3 separate regions of the Mus musculus genome follow, and all the other regions are linked to region 1. Evidence: chromatin contacts called from public promoter capture Hi-C data. All regions are on one chromosome and are shown on one strand. Each heading gives the region's core, a stretch centred on a gene start, on an enhancer-like site or on the middle of the called end of the contact. The rest is flanking DNA. Distances are from core to core; before and after follow the strand shown.

Region 1 (3,132 bases), core at 462-2,961:
ACTCAGAAATCCACCTGCCTCTGCCTCCCAAGTGCTGGGATTAAAGGCGTGCGCCACCACGCCCGGCGCCTCTGAATTTTAAGTGCTGGAATTCACAGCATTTGCCACCACACTCAACTAAATTTTAATCTATGTAATGGTAAAGTCATCAATAGGTAGTTATTAGGAGTTCTAGGAACCTCAAAGATACCAAAATCTGAGGATACTCAAGCTCCTACATAAAATTCCTAGGTACTTTTGATTTTAGGGGGGAATTGAATTCAGGACTTCACAAACGCTAATAGGCAAGCACTTTATCACAAAGCTATGCCCCAACGCTCTCCCACATGATTTAAATCATCTGCAAACTGCTTATGACTAATGCAATATAAACATGATGTATATACTTGTTATACTGTATTGTTAGGGAGTAACATTAAAGAAAAATGTCTATACATATTTAGTACAGACACATTTTTTTTCATGAATATTCTCACTCTACAGTGGAAAATTCCACAGAGGTCCACCTATAAATATGGAGGGCCAGCTCTAATGAATGAAATTAAACTTTTTTTTTTTTTAGATTTATTTATTTATTATATGTAAGTACACTGTAGCTGTCTTCAGACACTCCAGAAGAGGGAGTCAGATCTTGTTACAGATGGTTGTGAGCCACCATGTGGTTGCTGGGATTTGAACTCCGGACCTTCGGAAGAGCGGTCGGGTGCTCTTACCCACTGAGCCAACTCACCAGCCCATGAATGAAATTAAAACACTTTCTCCAGACGTTAGGAACCTCCCAGGTAATCAATCCACAAACATTGACCTTATCTCCCACTCCAGACACTTGATGCCCATTTTTTCAGATATGTTCAAAAAGTATGAAGTAAAAAAAAAAAATTAAACGTTTAATAACCTGAACCACTAAATTCATGTCAAGTAGTCTGCTTGACCGGTGCTATGTGAGATAAGTTTCATCACTCCAGGAGGGTAACGGGACCCTTCTTTCTACTTCTAGTCAGGCAATTCGGAATCTGCCTGAGAAGCCAGTGGCTATGAGCAGACCGCTAGAGTGATGGGTCCAGGCTGAGATGCATGGGGGGGGGGGGGGGGCGACGACAAGGAAAGGAGGGTGAAACTTGCCTGGAGAGGTAGGGTCAAAGTGTAAAAAAAAAAAACCTGAGAAACTACACCTGAAAGAACGGAGACCATCTCTCTAACTTCAAAGACGAAATAAGCTGAAGGCCACCAGCATGCACTCTGGGTTCTAAACTAAAGAACTGGGTTGAGCTTAAACCCAGACTCCCAACTTCTGTCTCAGTCCCCTGGCCTACCATTCATTCAGTCTCAGCAAACTTGCATCACCCAGGCTTTGAGTGGATTGCATATCTACGAAAACATCGTCGAACTTTGTACCTTTGGAGTTCTATGGGATGACTGAGCGAGGCAATGAAGACCACAAGTTAAGACTATCAGAAATTAAGCACTCAAATGACAGAGGCCATCCTCACTCGATTCCTTGAGCCAGGGACCCATGGCCCCCTCCTACTGCGGACTCCCATTCCTGCCTCCACCGAGTACCCTTCCCCAAAGATGACTCCAATCTGGACATCGCCATGCCGGGTGGAAACCTACAGACCTCGCAGCCACTGAACTCTTAAGGATCCTCCTCCCTCCTTCCAGCCGGTGCTGCAGCGCCACACGCCACCCTGATCCGCGCCAGCCACCGTACTCCAGACTACGGTGGCGTGCTTGACGTCATTAGCGCGCGCCTCTTCTGCATCAAGGGAAATATGGCTTTAGCCGGGCCATCGCGGCTGCTGGCGTTAGCAGTACGGTTGCTTCTGGAGCCTCGACGGAACCTAGTGGTGCGCGGTTCCGACCAGTCCTTGCCAGTGGTGCGCGTTCCGCGGGCTCTGCAGCGACGGCAGGAACAGCGACAGAGCGGCCGTGGGAGTTTGCAGCGGCCAGTGCTAGTGCGCCCCGGTCCCCTGCTGGTCTCGGCGCGGCGGCCGGAGTTGAACCAGCCCGCACGCCTCACGCTGGGCCGTTGGGAGCGAGCGCCACTGGCTTCCCGTGGCTGGAAGCATCGGCGATCGCGGCAAGACCATTTCTCCATAGAGCGAGTGCAGCAAGAGGCGCCCGCCCTGAGGAACCTCTCGTCCCGGGGCAGCTTCGTGGACCTGGGTCTGGAACCCCGAGTGCTGCTGGCGCTTCAGGAGGCTGTCCCCGAAGTTGTGCAGCCAACCTCAGTGCAGTCGAAAACCATCCCCCCACTGCTTCGAGGCCGCCACCTCCTTTGCGCTGCGGAAACTGGCAGTGGCAAGACGCTTAGCTACCTACTGCCCCTATTTCAGCGGCTCCTGAGAGGGTCAGACCTGGACTCCCGCAGTTTCACGGCTCCTCGAGGCTTGGTTCTGGTACCTTCCCGAGAACTAGCCGAACAGGTGCAGGCAGTGGCCCAGTCACTGGGTGGGTACTTGGGCCTGCAGGTGATAGAACTTGGCGGAGGCCTCGGGATGAGTAGGCTCAAACTTCAGCTGTATAGACGACCGGCAGCCGATGTGTTAGTGGCTACTCCAGGGGCGCTGTGGAAGGCTCTGAAAAGTCAACTGATCAGCTTACAGCATCTTAACTTCATAGTGCTAGATGAAGTAGACACACTGCTAGATGAAAGCTTCCTGGAACTGGTGGACTACATCTTGGAAAAGAGCCCTATAGCAGAAAGTCCAGCCGAGTTAGAAGACCCCTTTAATCCCAAAGCCCAGTTAGTGCTGGTGGGAGCCACGTTTCCAGAAGGCCTAAACCAGTTACTGAGTAAAGTCACCAGTCCAGACAGTCTGACCACCATTACCAGCTCCAAGCTGCACTGTCTCATGCCTCATGTCAGACAGACATTTATGAGACTGAAGGGAGCAGACAAGGTGACAGAACTGGTTCAGATCCTCAAACAGCAGGACAAAGCAAGTAAGACGGAACCCTCGGGAACTGTCCTGGTATTCTGCAACAGCGCCAGCACCGTGAACTGGCTTGGGTACATTCTGGATGACCACAAGATTCAACATCTAAGGCTGCAAGGGCAAATGCCGGCCTCAATGAGGGCAGGTATCTTCCAGAGTTTCCAGAAGGGCTCCCAGAACATACTTGTCTGCA
Region 2 (3,238 bases), core at 7-2,506, 540 kb after region 1:
CACGTTCGCCTGCTGTTTTTGTGAGCCCGAGCAGTGGCGAGCCCGGAACACCTGGAGGCGGCGACGGCCTGCCTTAGCCCACTAAGGCTAAGGACTAGAGGCAGGAGGGCCTTGACTCTATGCAACACCCCACATTCGCGTAACGAGTGCACTTTAGGGACCTCAAGGTCGACAGGATCGGCCTTCCTTACCCAAGACTCAGCAATATCCGCTCCACCAGCCCTGATGCCCCAATAAACTTTTTTTTTTTTTTAATGCTTTTGCGGACTTAATGCTTATTTTCATAGTGGAAAAATCCATGGATCTCACAGAAGCAGGACCACCATTGCTAGCTTGGGGCAGAGAAAGAGGGGCGGGTTAGGAAAGGTCTCTGGACAGGGTTTTTCTTTTAAGTGTTGGGAATCAAAAACATGGGGTCTTGTTCAAGAACTACCACTCTCCTCTGTCCCTTCTCCCATTTCCCAGGGTAGCCTCGAAAATTTGAATCTACTGCTTCAGTCTCCCGAATCCCCAGATTGCAGGCTTGTGCTACCACACCCACCCAGCAAGGTTTATTAATTAATTAATTAATCAATTAATATTTAGTATTTTTATTTAGTTTTTTATTTAGTATTTGCAGTTGGAAACTGAAGAGGAAGCAGGCTAGGGAGGCGCATTGGAACAAGAAGCTGTGAGGCGGGGAGACGAGAATGGGAGGAGGCAGCCATTCTCCGAAATTTAGGAATTGCTGCCACAAAAGTACCCAGCATTTGGGGGGGTGGGGTGGGTAAGAATGCGTGATCCACTGATTGTCTCAGTCTTCTAGTGCTTCAGAATGTGGCCTGCTGAGAACCTAGGAATGAGTGAATGCCACAGGGTTAGCGGCAGCTGTGGTCTTGGAGCCAGCTGTAGATCCTTGTCAATGAGGGGCGGGATCCCCTTCTTCAGTTCAGCTCCTAGACAATCTCAGGTGGATTCTTTCAGCAGTCCCTTGAGGGTTGGGGACAATGGAATTTGGGGGGGGGCTGTTTTCCCATTGGCCATGGGAGTTCCTATCTTAGGACATCCAGGACTGCAGAGGGCAGCTCTGACCGCTTGAGGACCGCGGTTGAAGGGGAGGAGCAGGATAAGGCTGTCGCTGCAATTCTGCGGGCCCAGCGCCCACAGAGCACATAGGGCGGGGTCTGGTGGGAGGAGCTAGCGTGACCTTGGTCACTCTCCCGCCGAGACAGCCTAGGGGGTGGGACTCACTGTCTCTATGGTGACCGAGAAACAGGGGATAATACTACGGAGCCGCCCGGGCTGCAGTCCCGCCCGGGAGCCGGCAGGGAGCGGAGCTGTGGAGCCTCCTGGTCTCCAGCATCAGTTCCTGGGTCCTGTCCGAAGGCACGCTCAGGAGCAGCCAAGCGGTAGAAGCCGGTAGGAGACTGAACATCGACCACCCTAATTCGTATCCCCCAAAAGGAGGGGTGGGTGGGAGCAGCCTGAACCAACCTCAGATGGTACTGAGCTGAGCCTATCAGCTGAACACCCCGGCCCTGGCCCCAAGGGTTCCACACACACTCCTGCCCCCACCTTCTTGCCAGGCTGATTGATGACTGCAGCTGTCCCAGCAGGAGCTGACGAGCGGATTCAGTTCAGAGGCATGAACACTGTGCCCAGGGTCTGAGGACCCCAGAGCAGCTGCTGTGATTCTGTTCCACATCAACAGCCCCCAAATTCATCTTCCCATAGACAGGAGTGAGCAGTAGCCTCAGGATCCTCCCATTTCCTTGAGAAGAGCATCATGTAGCACCCCAAACTCCCCTGGACACATTTACCTGTGGTGTTCAAGTACAGGGCTTTGGGTCCCCGGGCGGGTTGACATCTTTGGGAGAGGCAAAGGGTGTGGCGGACCCCATTTACAGACCCACAGAGGTCCCTGCAGAGTGCAATCTCTGGGTTTCTGAGTCTTAAAAATTGCAACTTATGGATGAGTAGGTGTGGTCACCAGAAAAGGCCTTTCAGTGTGGACCAACTAGTAATGGAAGAAGAGGAAGTTGTTCGGGGGCCAGGTTGTGGTCATTGGACACTTTTTTTTTTTTCCCCTAAGAGGCAAGGTAAAGATGGTGGCTGAGAACAGGAGGCTGCAGTGGGTGTGGTGATGGTGGTATGTCTTAACATGATGCCTGGCGATGCCAGTGCTGGTTAGACTCTGAGGGGCTTTAGGTCAGGTCTGTGTCAATAGCTTTAGCATATGAGTAAAGAGAGAGTGCTGAGGGTGTGGTCAGGGAACTCTGCGCGTGTGTGGTGGTGGGTGTTCAATGCTTTGCATGGAAGTATGGAAGTGTTACTGCATAGACTGGGAGATTTCAAGGCAGGGCTGTGTCAGAAGCTGTAGCTATATGGATGAACGGGAATGCTCCAAGGGTATGGCCAGGGGGCCTTTGTAAGGGTGCAGAGTCCAGCTAGTGACTGTGGTTGGGGTCTTCAGGATGTGAGTTAAAAGGATGCAAAATGGATGCAGTGTACACAGGGTTTGATTTGGAGAGGGACTTTCAGGGTGGGGCTGAGGGTGTGGTCAGAGATCTGCAATGGAGCTCTGAGGAGGGTGTGGTCAGGGGTCTGTAGTAGGACATGCACTTGACTGCAGGGCTGTGGGCATGCTGGGGAGGAGTTTCATTGCAGGGGTCTTAATGTCTGTGTGGGGATGGAAAAGGAAAAAGGGTCAAATTCAAGGCTTTGGGTGTGGGTGGAGGAAGCCTCGGTGCAAGGCTGTGGGTATGGTTAGTGGGTACGAGGCAGAGGGTGTGGAGGGCCAGGGCTCAGTGCATCTGAGCTATGGGAACGTGGACAGGCGTGGTCACGCTCAGTGAAAAGAAGACCTTAGTGGAGGGCTGAAGTGTAGACAACGGGATTGTGCCTCAGTGAAGGATTGAGGCACCAAGATCATGGCCCCATGGAAGAATTTAGGGGCTACTGTCCAAGTCTCTACCCAGGTTTCTTCGTTTCCCACTCTTAAGCTCCACAGACTGGAAGCTACAGCTTCAATCAGTGGCAAGGGGCCAGGAAGCCACGGTTGTGCCCTAGGCTTAGGGAGTGCTGGTATGCCCCACCCTTGGGCCCCTGATCCCCAGCCCAGCCCAGCCCAGCCCAGCAGCACTGGGAGCTTCTCCCTCAAGCCGCCCTGACACCATCCTACCCTTAGCAACTGTCTCCAAGCAGCACCACCCTCCCTTAGCAACTGTCTCCAGGCTCCACAAACTGTGGCCAGGCCAGA
Region 3 (3,011 bases), core at 221-2,720, 640 kb after region 1:
AGGGTGCGGAGGAGAGCTGGGACCACGCCTACTGCCCCCTGCCTAGAGCATCCGCGCCCGCCGGCCGCTGGGTTCCTACTCTCAGTGCCTCGGAGACTTGGCGAGCCCTCCCTTGACTTCTCATTCTGCCGACCCCGGCAACATTCATTCCACTGTGCTCACTGTGCTCAGAGCTGGAACTGTCTGAAAGGGTGAGTGAGCCGTGGCTCTGCCGATGGAAAGAAGGCTCTTGCACGAAGCAAAGGACGCCCTTGTGGGAGGAGGGCAAGGCTCCTTTACCATTCCCGTGATGGGACATGGGAATACTTGCCCAGCTTCCATGTACAAGATGAGGACCACTCAAGCCCTCGTGGTCCTCAGAGCTGTCCCACCACCCACCACCACACACTCACACACACACACATGTGAGTCCATGATTAGGGGCCGTCTCCAGAGAGACTCCCTATGCCCTGGTAGCTGCGTGTGGATAATCTTCACGGATAGTGGGAGGGACCACCACTCCTCTGTAGCCTGAATCTCCCCTTCAGGTTCTCAGGCCCACCCACCACGGAACAGGTTGGATGGGCTGTGAGGTGTAACTCAGTAGCAGAGCCCTTGCCTGACTTGTGTGAGCCCCCAGGTTTAATTAATAAAACAAACAACAAAAAGACAGAGAAATAAATTAGAGATAAACGGTGACATCCCATGACTTGTTAAACCCGGAAGGTGAAGAGGGTAGGTAGCTATGTCTCTGGGTGGGAATTGACCCAGGCCTGCCAACATACATAAGGCTCAAACCCTCATTCCCTGAGTTCTTTTTCCCTATCCACAGAAAAGGGTGGCTAAGAAAGCTGGTGCCCTGGGGCCAGAGACCAGCTGAGATCTGGTTCCATCACTCACCTCTTGTGGGCTGTTCCAGGGACCCTTTTCTCTTTGCACCTCATCTTCCTCTCCTGTAAGACAAGAAAAGCATTCTTTTCTCCTGGGGTTGCCCGATGGACCAGGGAAATCCTGATGGATGGATCAGATATCTGTGTTCATGCCCTGCCTTCCCACTTCACCCTTCGTTAGGGAATCTTGAACTGATGAAAGACACTGGGATAGCTGGGAGACCCCTACTCGTTCTTAACTCTAAAGTCTGGGGTCCTTTTGGAGGAAGTGGGCCTGGCCTAACACTCTTGAATTTGTGGAAAGATCATAAGAAAAAGGTTATCTGTGCAACCAGACAAAGGCATGTAGCCCCCACACCATGGCCTTGGTCCCTGGGAGGAGAGGACACTGGACATAATGCCTTCCCTGGCTCTAAGTCAGGCGATTCCTTCATGAATCTAGTTATCAGCTGCAGCCATGGTAGAAACAACAGGCGTCCCCACCCATCTCTGACTCTAAGGCAGATTCTGAAGAGCAAGGGGCAAGGCTGGCCTTGGAGTTGTCCTTCTCCAGCCCCAGCTCCTAGGCATGTCTTCCATCTCTCCTTCCTCTAGCTTCAGTGAGCATCAGGTCCAGTCTTGGCTTCTGTCCTTGGTTCTTGTCCCAGGCCACCCCCACTGAGTCATTGCCCCTCCCTCCCTCTCTCCTTCCCTCCCTCCTGCTTCTGAGGCTCACCTCCACCCACTAGCCAGGCCCCCAGGAGCTGTAAGAAGATGGACTTCCCGGGAGGAACATAACCCTTCCCAGGGATGAAGCAAATAAGAGGCATCAGGTCTCAGGCCCTAACTGACCCAGGCCCTCTGAACACAGCAGGCGGTTGGGGGAGCGCAGGCACGCGTGCTGAGACAGAGGCAGAACTAGGCTGTGGTTTTCTCACTCCACACAGAATGTGCCCTGTAAGCAGGCAGACTGAATATTGTCCACTTTGATATTTCGAGCTCTGTATGTCAGGCCTGGCACAGAATAAATATTTAGGGGTATCTAAGACTAGTCACACCGCCCCTCCCGTCCTGAACTCTTCCCACGTGGGTGACGTGGAAACCAAGGTTAGAGAAAATGACTGACAGACAGACTCAGACAGAAGAGGCAGAGAGCTGTGAGGCACACGTATCTGGGATGGGAAAGGCATGGAACAGCAACAGGGACAGACACTGGCCCAGTGCGGGACAGTGGGGGGCTAGGCCTGGAGCCAACCTGGGGTGGCTGACCACAGCGGGCTTCCAGAGCTGAGCTTGCAAGTCTGAACAGTGACTCACGAAGGCCATCTCTGGTTCTGCTGGTTGCTGAATCTACTCAGAGAAGTCTTTTCCACTGAGATTGTAGAATGTGGACAGCCCCCCCCCCCACTCCGCCCTCCCCCCTCCCCAGCCCTCCCTACCTCTCTTTTCTTGACAACATCCATCCATAAGGAAAGAAAAGGGAAGAAAAGAAAAGAAAAGGCGACTCCTTAGCTTTGGAGATCTGGGGATACATTCCCTTAAGTCTGTGTATGACTTAAGTCCCTTAAGCCAGGACCACTGTAATCAGCAAAGCAACTGATTTCTCAAACCTCCCAGACCCCTCTCATCTTTGACCCAAATAAACCCAGGCTCCTGGGAGTGGCATTCAAGGCCACCAGGGGCATCACAGCCTTTTCTCTTAGGTCCCAGACTGCATGGGGAAACAGAGCTGACTAAAACCCTGTTGTCTCAGACCACCTTCTTTGACGTAGAACGGCCCTCATTGTGACCAAAGAGTGCATGCCTCTAATCTAGGGCTTGAGATGAAAGGGCTGGACGATACACAAGTTCAAGGCTAGCCAGGTCTAAAAAAAAGGGGAAAAAAAAAGTTCCAGACAAGACAGAGCTTCATAACAAGATCCTGTTGTTTTTTTAAGATGGAGGGAAGCTAGGGAGATAGCTTTGTGGATAGCATAAGGCCCTGTGTTTGATTCTCAGAACACTTTTTTTTTTTTAAGCTAAACATGCTGGCACACTTGTAATCCTAGCACTGGGGAGGCAGAGGCAGGCAGATCCTGGGCTAGCCAGCCCAGCCTAAATAGCAAGCTCTAGGCCTATGACATCTGGATCCCCCCTCTCCATTCATTCCAGGTAAGATAACCA

Evidence for each region. Promoter capture Hi-C pulls out the DNA fragments that hold promoters and counts their contacts. Capture Hi-C pulls out chosen DNA fragments and counts their contacts.
Region 2: a contact with region 1 is called in a promoter capture Hi-C map of hematopoietic stem and progenitor cells, with 2.7 times the contacts expected there. The contact joins the promoter of Tppp3 here to the promoter of Ddx28 in region 1. A contact is called at or near these places in 3 of 39 promoter capture datasets (hematopoietic stem and progenitor cells, hippocampal neurons and stem cell-derived epiblast-like cells) and 1 of 115 datasets of contacts at active chromatin or transcription factors (large pre-B cells).
Region 3: a contact with region 1 is called in a promoter capture Hi-C map of adipose tissue. The contact joins the promoter of Plekhg4 here to the promoter of Ddx28 in region 1. A contact is called at or near these places in 2 of 39 promoter capture datasets (hematopoietic stem and progenitor cells and hippocampal neurons) and 2 of 9 other capture datasets (adipose tissue and pancreatic islet).

What each region holds. Positions count from the first base shown.
Region 1 is chr8:106,010,065-106,013,196 of GRCm38.p6, reverse strand. Ddx28 (DEAD box helicase 28) reads left to right here and starts at 1,711. Exons shown (of 1, transcript NM_028038.3): 1 at 1,711-3,132. The coding sequence starts at 1,773. It overlaps Dus2 (dihydrouridine synthase 2), which reads right to left and starts at 1,719. Exons shown (of 16, transcript NM_025518.4): 1 at 1,619-1,719.
Region 2 is chr8:105,469,440-105,472,677 of GRCm38.p6, reverse strand. It overlaps Tppp3 (tubulin polymerization-promoting protein family member 3), which reads left to right and starts at 1,256. Exons shown (of 4, transcript NM_026481.3): 1 at 1,256-1,398. It overlaps Zdhhc1 (zinc finger, DHHC domain containing 1), which reads left to right. Exons shown (of 14, transcript NM_175160.5): 14 at 1-255. The coding sequence ends at 77.
Region 3 is chr8:105,371,731-105,374,741 of GRCm38.p6, reverse strand. It overlaps Plekhg4 (pleckstrin homology domain containing, family G (with RhoGef domain) member 4), which reads right to left and starts at 1,470. Exons shown (of 23, transcript NM_001364406.1): 1 at 880-1,470. The coding sequence starts at 923.